Regions from separate parts of the Mus musculus genome. Here region 1 is linked to region 2. The links are chromatin contacts, called in public Micro-C maps. All regions are on one chromosome and are shown on one strand. Each heading gives the region's core, a stretch centred on a gene start, on an enhancer-like site or on the middle of the called end of the contact. The rest is flanking DNA. Distances are from core to core; before and after follow the strand shown. Region 1 holds the start of Gabrq (gamma-aminobutyric acid (GABA) A receptor, subunit theta). Region 2 holds the start of Gabre (gamma-aminobutyric acid (GABA) A receptor, subunit epsilon).

What was found. A called contact is a pair of places that touch in the nucleus more often than the background predicts.
Region 1: a contact with region 2 is called in a Micro-C map of embryonic stem cells, with 4 times the contacts expected there. The contact joins the promoter of Gabrq here to the promoter of Gabre in region 2. A contact is called at or near these places in 1 of 39 promoter capture datasets (cranial neural crest), 1 of 484 Hi-C or Micro-C datasets (embryonic stem cells) and 1 of 9 other capture datasets (adipose tissue).

Annotation. Positions count from the first base shown.
Region 1 is chrX:72,823,888-72,828,791 of GRCm38.p6, reverse strand. Gabrq (gamma-aminobutyric acid (GABA) A receptor, subunit theta) reads right to left here and starts at 3,614. Exons shown (of 9, transcript NM_020488.2): 1 at 3,188-3,614; 2 at 1,154-1,242. The coding sequence starts at 3,336.
Region 2 is chrX:72,272,377-72,276,572 of GRCm38.p6, reverse strand. Gabre (gamma-aminobutyric acid (GABA) A receptor, subunit epsilon) reads left to right here and starts at 1,852. Exons shown (of 9, transcript NM_017369.2): 1 at 1,852-1,927. The coding sequence starts at 1,872.

The sequences.
Region 1 (4,904 bases), core at 2,365-4,864, 550 kb before region 2:
TGCAATGTTCCTTTCCATCTAAATGGCAGGTGGTCCTACGTTCTCTTTGTCCCCTCCTCCTACTGCCCCATCTGTTTGGCAGAGTAATTGTAAGGGCCCATATTTTATCATATGCTCCAGCCTGGCGTGATCATAACACTCGTTGGGACATGAAAGTTGACAGCAAGAGGCTTCAGGCCTCCTGTGGCCCTATAGTGCTGGACTGTACCCAGACATACACTCTTGCCGCTCTTCCCTTCTTTTAGTCTTGAATGGTGCAGGGAGGGCAGCCTGATCCTGAAACAGTGGTGAACATGCGCTCATTGAGTGGAGATGGCTATTATTTGGTCTTTTGTGGACAAATGTTAAAGTAAGAAAGAGTCATCCTTTCGGGCTTGGCACAATGATTCATGTAAGGGGTATTGGCTGTGCTTTATCCCCTGATTTTCTGTATGCCACATGGAAAAGCTGCTGCCAGTGGCAGAAGACATTATATGCCTTCTGCCTTTTTCAACCCTGTTTCCCATGCAGACTCACCTTGGAGTCCTTGGCCTGAGCCTTCTGCCCTCATGTATTGCAGGGAAGTACCAGCTAATAGTCTCACCTCTTCAATTTAGGGCCAAGAGAAACGTCCTTACTTTCCAAGGTGGTATAGTATTTTCAGAAGACAGTTACAGATGAGCACAAATTTGAATCGTTAGCAGTGACTACTGAGTAGATTGTATCCCATCCTACAGGAATCTGTCCTGTTTTCTTGTCACTTCTTATTTCTGTTAGTGGCCATCAGACTGAATTTTATGAAGAGCACATATAATATGGGATGCTAGATGAACTGAATTTGGTGAAAGCTGAAGGCTTGGAAAAACAGGGCATTCTAGCAGGGTCCCAGGCCTAGGTGGGTTAGGTGACAGAGGCCTCAATTCTCAACTTCTAGAATTGCTTAAGGGTGGCAACACCTTTAGAAGGGAGTAAAGAGTAAAAGGTTTCTGGCATAGAAAGTCACATATTTAATGAAAGAGAGCAAAAGGCCCAAACCTGAAGGAGCTCCCTTGCAGGTTCAAGAAACTAGGATCTGGGGGTGGGGGACAGAGGTGTAGAGCCTGGTTAGCTTCCAGGGTGATACTGGCTCTATTCCATCTAACATAAAAGTCTCTGGTGTCTCAATATGGCTTACCTCCAAAATTTGGTCTAAGTCGGACATCATATGTTGACAGCACCCTGTCCAAAATCTTTTGAACCACAGCTTCATTTGCACAGTTTTTGCTGAAACAGAGAAGCCATGAGTATATACTGGTTGACTCGCGGCCTACTTACCAGTGGCTGGTTTGCCAGGGCCATCACTGCTCCTGTACATATGCAAACATGTGCAGTCATATGTGTTTGCTTTCACCCTCCCTTCCTCCCTTCTCAGCCCACAGTGAGTCAGCCAGAAGCACAGCAGTGACGCAGACTCTTTTTCCCCCTCCCCCTTCACAGCTTTCATCCAGAGGGAGGGGCCCAAGGACTGTTTCCCTGTTACCAGGCAGAAATAGTGGTCAGGGGAAGAAAGCCCATCATAGGAGAGGAGGAAAGCTGGGCAGATGATACTCTCAGAAAACTGCATTGTTTTAGTTCTTTGAGACACTGCACCTTGAGGTACTCCTGGATGCTGATTGCTGGCAGTCTTGCCAGTGGTACCTCATTGCCCCTGGAGGTCAGCTCCCACTGGCTAGTGTGCCCCTGAGCTGAGCTCATGTTTTCCAGCTCAAAGACACATTTCCTCTACCTGGTCCAGGCATTTCCCCCTTACATTTATGTCAACCTTGTGTATGAGAGAGTTGGTATATGACACATGACGCAGAAAGAGAGAGGTGGGGGAGGGAGAGAGAGAGTGTGTGTGTCTTGCTCATGTAGGATAGCTTTATGACTCTCATTGAAATAAACCATTTCTGATTTCAGGGGTTTAGAGCTGTCTTCGAAATATTCATTCTGGGAATAGGCATCTTACTCACTACACATGTGCTTTCAGCCTGGAGGTGTCTTAGGTGAGCATCTGTAAGTGAAGACAGCTCAACTGCAGATAGTAGGCCTTTCCATAGGTCTCTATGATGTTCATTGAATCAATCTAGACTTTCATTTCCCAAAGGGCTTTTAAATGACAACAGGCCCCAGGCATCACTATCACTGTGGCTCCTCGGAACTTTGACGCATCACCCCTGCAATCTCCATCTTTCTGTTTCTCTGGGTGTCTCCTTCTCGCTCTTTCCATCTCTCCCTGACTCCCCCTACCCCTGTGTGTTCACTGACGCAGTCGGAATGTTGGGTTGAGAGCACTGCAGGGCTGCCTGCTGGAACCTTGCCCAGCCTGGCCCCTCCCCCTTTCTGATTACATGTTTATTTCTAGTTTGCCACTTAAAATTATTATTCATTTCCCTCAATCATAAAATTTAATTTTGTAACATTTAAAAGTATGTGCATGAATTATTCTTAAACTAAAGAAATACATTCCTCCCTGTTTCTGTCCACAAATTTCCCATGTGCCAGCATTTAAGATCGGTAGCCACTTGAAAATACACATTTTTTATGTGTGATTTATATTTCAAGGATGATGGTTTATCCCCTCTTCAGATACTTGCAGACCTAAAGAAACTTTAAATCAAACAGAAACACTGAAATCTTCAAATGTTTTCACAGAATAAGCACAAAAGCGTACCCCACTTAAGCCTGAGGTTATATGCCATTTACAGCTACTGATTACACAGTTAATCATTTCAATCTGCTGTATTTGAAAGAGCCCCTCACACCCCCTCCCCCAGAGAGAGACAGAGGCACAGAGAGATACTGTTTCAGCAAATGGACTAGAAATCTTTACTCAAACAGGTGTCTTTCCAGTCTGTTTTGTGAATTGCCCATGTACACCCCCAGTACCACGGGCATCAGAAAACACGACTGGGAAAAAGCTGCCTGGGACCTCAGTCCCCGAGGATGATCAGGTAGACTCTGGGGTGAGGGTGCTCTGGCTTCAAGAATTGGGCTGACAGTAGGCACAGTAAGGCACAGCAGTAACAGGTGGCTTGAAGCTAGGAGTATCATTTCACGGCTGTCCCCATGCTTCATCCCCTAGGCAAACCCGGGTCCTAATCCCTTGTCCCCGGCCCGCTCTGTCCAAGAGGCCAAGACCTTCTTTTGCCCCTGTCCCTTCCATGCTCAGCTAGGCAGGGCAGCTTACCAGTTGAAGAGATCCAGAATGACTTCAGGCGTGCTGGAGGAGAGCTCGAAGTGGAATTTCGGGGTGGGACTGGGGCCGTTACTCTCTGCCAGCCAAGTCCTAATGAGCAGCAGGAGCGCAGCGGCTCGCAGCATACCTCGGATGCCCATGGCTGCAGTGCTCTTGGGGACCGCAGCGGACAGCTGGAAAAGGGGACAGGGTTGGGGTGGGAGCGAGTCAGAACCGGGCAAAAGGGGCGGAATCGCTAGTCCTTCCGCAGAATCGGGACCCTAAGGAGAGACCTGAAGGAAGTAGGGAGTATGGGGTCTCTCCGGAGTCCAGGGCCTGAAAGAACAGTGGCTCCGCAGCAGCTCTGCCCCCCCGCAGCGGTCCACAGGGCGTGCCACTGCAAGGTGCGCTTCGTCTGGCACCGCTCAGGGCTGAGACTGGGTGTCAAGTAGGGCGGGGCGCGCGGCTGGCTCCGCCTACTCCGACGGCAGCACCTGCTGAGCCAATCCCGCAGGCGCAAGGAGCGGTAAAAAAGGCGCGCGCGCTTGGCCCCCTCCCCGCCGCCCCTCAGGCTGCGCGCAGTCAGGCCGCAGGCCCTTCAGGTCTCTGCAGCTTTACCCTGACCAGCACTAGTCACCTGGGTTGGGTCCAGCCATGGGAAAGGAAGGGGCTTACTGCTGAGACTAGACCACAGGGAAGCCAGGGACTTCTGGCTCCTGGCCTCTTCTTTGAAGAAGGAAAGTGATGTGTTTCTTTTAGAAGACTGTGTCCAAGAGTTTGCATTTTCAAAGAAGTGTGACCATTTGACTGTCATGACTGGATGTGAGCTCTGAAACACTTGCACATCTTAGAAGAATCCGGAGGTTGTTCTCAGACCATGACACTCCAGTAACTCAATGTGTTTAACCCAATGCACTTCATCTTTGAGTGGGCTGATGGAATCTCTTACCAAAGGGTCTCAATGCAGGACTTTGACCACAGAGGACGGTAACTGTCTTCTTGGAGCCAAATTTCCCAGAGTTTTCTTTTCCTTAAATTTAGGGTCTCGAGAAAAACAAATTCAGGGAGCGGAAAGTATTCACCAGCTGAATGAAGTCTTCCTAAGGTATGATTCCTTGCTGTAAACAGGATTGCAGAGCGGAAGTGAGGATCCAGGCTGAAGGGGGAAAGAAGGCAAAAGTCAGTGCTTCACAGGTCACTAGAAGATGCTAATGCACCTGAGTTCAAGTGCTATCACATGGAAAAGTTTGGGGTTTTGTTAGGAGGCTTTTATCATTTCCCCTACCTGGAAACTGCTTCTGTTATGGAAGAGAAAAGTATGGAATGGTTTCACACTATCCCGTGACCCAGCCTGGGTCCATGACTGAACTAGTGCCAAACGAGGCATCACAAAAGCTCATTTTCCCAGTAATAAGAAAAAGGGCTTAATCACGTGCACTATCATTACACCTCCCACGTAACACCATAGAGAAGGACCGAAGTAAGATGGATCGCAAGTCCAACCTTCCCTTACTAGGCTCATACACACAGAAACACACCCTTTCTGCTTTCCTTCAGGACTTGGTGACACAACTTTAGTTGGGTGAACACAGTGAAATCTTCACTCTCCTGGTTTTCTCAATGTCTTACACAGTTGCTAACTTAAACTTTTTCCTCTTCTTTGAAAACACACTTTAGAAACAAACTATTCCATGTTCCATAGTCTCACGACTTCTCCTAAGGTGCAGAG
Region 2 (4,196 bases), core at 603-3,102:
AAAGGAAAAAAATTCTTCTTGTCGTGGTGACCCCCAACCATAACATTATTTGGTTGCTAATTCAGAACTGTAATGTTTGCTACTGCTATGAATCATAATGTGAATCTCTGTGTTTTCTGATGGTCTTAACCCCTGAAGGAGGTTCTGATCCATAGCTGCTTGGCTCAGTGGTACTCGGCCACACAAAGCTTTATGCAGGCCAGTAAGAAATACTTGTTGCGGGCTGGTGAGATGGCTCAGTGGCTAAGAGCACCCGACTGCTCTTCCGAAGGTCCAAATTTCAAATCCCAGCAACTACATGGTGGCTCACAACCACCCGTAATGAGATCTGATGCCCTCTTCTAGAGTGTCTGAAGACAGCTACAGTGTACTTACATATAATAAATAAATAAATAAATAAATAAATAAATAAATCTTTAAAAAAAAGATATACTTGTTGCCTTCTAACTTTCAGGCATGCAGTTGAGAGGCTGGGAGATGTGTGTGTGTGTGTGTGTGTGTGTGTGTGTGTGTGTGTGTGTGTGTGTGCATGAGAGAGAGAGAGAGAGAGAGAGAGAGAGAGAGAGAGAACCAAGCTTACTTCATTGATAAAGACCTGCTCACTATAAACAAGCTCAAAAAGCAATGCCTGCGAAAGTACACAGAGAGCAGCGCTCTGAACGTGACAAATCAGAGGGATGCAATAGAGAGGGTGCTGCTGCAGAGAGCTTATTAGATTAGTGAGCTCCAACAAAACCTCTCCACAGAGCCTTCAGGCCCACAGTGCTTTCTAGAGCAACAGGTAAAGGAGGCTATTGCTAGTGCTCAATGAGAGCTTGTCGTGCAAATATCTGAAGTCAATTAGAAGGCTCTATGCAAAATAAATAAATAAATAAATAAATAAATAAATAAATAAATAAATGTATTTCCAAGGATGCTGGAGATTCTTGGTATGCTACCCTCCCCCTAACAGGCTTTCTCATTTCTTCTTCTGCTATTCTCTGGAATATTCTCTAAGAAAAAAAATTGCCTGGCCTATTGTGGAGAGACATTTTCGAAAGCCTCTTCTGACACCCAGGCCCCAAGGCTGAACAGGAAAGAATGTTGAGTCAGTGTCCCTGTGGGATTGTCTTCCAGTGAATGCCTTTATCTGATCCTTTGCTAGTGACTGTTCCCTAGTCCCATGGAATTGGCCTGTACAATGGTTCAGACCAGAGGTTACTAGGGAAAACCCTTAAGGATCTCTTGTTTCCTGCACCAAGGGTGGTACTGAGTTTGTCTAGCTTCCTTAGATGTGTTCTGAAGGGCTGGAGGGTGTGGAGTGAGACCAGGAAAAAATCAGTGAGGCTAAGGGAAGATGTGGAGATTGATGGGGCTCAACAGGTTGTAAGGAAGAACACAAGGACCTCAAAGCTCATCAAGGGGTCTGGAAGGGGTCGCAGCAAAGTACCCGCAATGCCCACGCGCATGTCTTCTCCCTGCCAGTGGAGGCTCCCCAGGCCACAACCGCTACAGCGGTTTTTCCCCAAGCCCTGGGCCTCACGCTGCAGGCTCGCCTCCTCCTTACTCCTCCCGCCACCCCCCACCCCCCCCCACCCGCCCTGGCTGTCTGGCAGCGCCGCAGTGCTGGCGGCTGGGGGCCTTGGCGACAGGGCTCCCTCATCTCCACCCCCTGCCCGCCCTCCCTAGCCTCGCTCCTCGCTGCCGCAGCGATCACGTCGTCGGAGATTTCCATCGGGGCTCAGGGGGCGGGGCCAAGGTGCGGAGCGCGACTGGGGCGGGGCGAGTGGGAGGAGTGAAAGTTGGAGCCCAACAAAACCCTCCACCTCGCTCCGAACAGCCAGACCTGCGCTGCGACCTCTACACAGGTGGTCGTGCCAGGCACCGCCGAGATGTTGCCTAAAGTTCTCCTGATGCTTCTCAACATGTTCCTGGCCCTTCAGTGGAGGTGAGTCTCCATCCCGGGACCGGGGAGCCTTCTGTGCCCAGCAGGCTTCCGGGACCCCCAGGGTCCCTTGTGACCAACCAGGCCAGCCTGGTCCCTTGTCCCTTCGACGCATGCTACCCTCCTGTGGGCCCCCCTGTAGGACGGGCGTCCGGGGGCTGAAGACAGGGAGCCCGGGCAAGTCAGGTGGGACCATGTTCGGTCCATTGGCGTCGTGGACTCCGGCTGGCCCTCAAAGCCCTGGAGCGGTCGGCCAGGAAGCAAGAGCACCTGGTTCCCTATAGTAGACTGACGCAGGAAGAGGGGAAAGGGCGCGCAGAAACCGCTGGAGCTAGGCGCTTACAACTCAGGGGGTTGTGCTGGGGACTTTGGGAAGGTGGCTTCTGGGCTGGGGGTGGGGGGAGCTGAAGTGCCTCGAAATGTTTTAGTGTTTCTAATCGATTCACTCTTGCTCACATTTTTTTTTTCTTATTCGGAGCGCCTGCTAGTACCAGGCACGATGCCAGGCAACTCTGACTTTACTTGCTTCCCATCCCGTTGCTCGTTTTCCTTCCAGTCTCAGTCAGGAACCTGAGCCTTAGTTATCTAAGGGCTCCCACCCCACCTACCTCCCCTTCCCCTTCTCACCCCAAAGCACCCTGCTTGGTCTTAGGGACAGACCTGAATCAGAGGCCAGGAATGTTTTTCTTTTCTGAGGTCTGTGGTTTGTGGCCTGGATTTCTAGCCCCCTCCCTTTTTTTCTGATTTCTCTTGAGTAGCCAGCCTCCCTCCCTAAAACCCCTGAGCCCGGGCCTTTGTATAAAGGGTGTCCCTAGGACTTCTTGGCATTTAGGGTGGAAGATGGTTGTTTTGTGCCTGTGTTTTAATTGGAAGCTGTTTCTTGTGGGGTGTGAGCTGTCACAAGTTTTTAAGCTTCCTGATCTGTCGAGGTTTCTAGAAGTCTCCATGGCATTGGGCTTGTGTCTTTTCATTTGTTTGTTTTGAGAAGGGGCAATGTGTCTTCTCAACCCAGGTTACATAGCTTCTCAGGGAGGATGTGGATACCCGGTGGCTTTCTGGTACCCTAAGGTGAGGCTGGCCTCAGAAGGGTCTTGGTAAATGTTTCTAAATGTGTACTAAGAATTTCTTGCTATTCATGTCCATTTAGATGGTATTTTTTTCTGGGACAAAAGATGGCCGAGGATAAAGGAGGGGGCGTGAAGAAGAAGGGAGGGCTATAAGAGGGAAAAACAGCCCATCCGGCCAGAGTGGGGGGGGGGGGCATGAAACTGACGTGCTCACACTGTCAGCATGGCAACCTGTGATGTCAGGAAAGGGGAGGCGGCAGTGGAGTGTGTTGGGCCAAACTTCAATTTGGTTCATGCTCAGCTTCAAATCAGGTGTATGATTTTGAGCATAGCCCTTTCCTCATATGGGCTCATATTGTTTGTCCATCAATAAATTTTAAAGGCCAGCATATTGAGAAAGAAAGCCAGGGTCTTCCTCAAGTTCTTTTGCTTCCCTCTTTAGCTAGATTTGGAAGGTGGTAGTGCAGAGCTTCAGTCTCATCCAGAATTATCACATCTGGAAGACTGTGGGTGTCTGAAAAGCTTCCCTGGAAAATCTAGCCTTGAAAAAGAGCTTGGTGGCTTTTTGATGATGTGTATGTATATCCAGGAGCTTCTTAACCCCAAAGGTCTCAGGGTGTGGCTATTTGTTTGTTTACACTAGCAAAATCAAATCTAAGAATCAAAGCAACCTCCACTCCCCCCAGATCCTTTTCCTTGTAGGCCTAGTAGAGGATCTCTGGTCCCTTGGGGTGTTGGCCTGGGGGATTAGCCTCTAGATGCCTAGGAGATCTGAAAAACCTTAGGAAAGAACACATCATCTAAATATGACATTTGAAGATAGAAATGCTTTTCCCAATCCTAGTCTTTGCTTAGCCCAGTATGGGAATTAGCCATTTCAGAAATGAGAAATGGCAACAGCTTAGCCTATCTATATGGCAATTATACTATTCTAAAAGCTCAGAACACTGCAGAAAAACAAAAACAAAACAACAAGAAAAAACCCCAACAATTTGATGCCCAATTGCCAGTCCCCTGGTCTGCACCACAGGAACCTGCTCACCTTAGGCTGCTGCTCTTATTTTAGGGATTAAGTTGCCTGGTGGCTTTAAAGTACCATTTTAAAAGTGTAATACACAAATATGAAGGTATAGCAATCATAAATGAACAACAGCTCAGTGAATTTTCATAAAGTAAACATGATCAGGTAACCAGGACCGAGATGA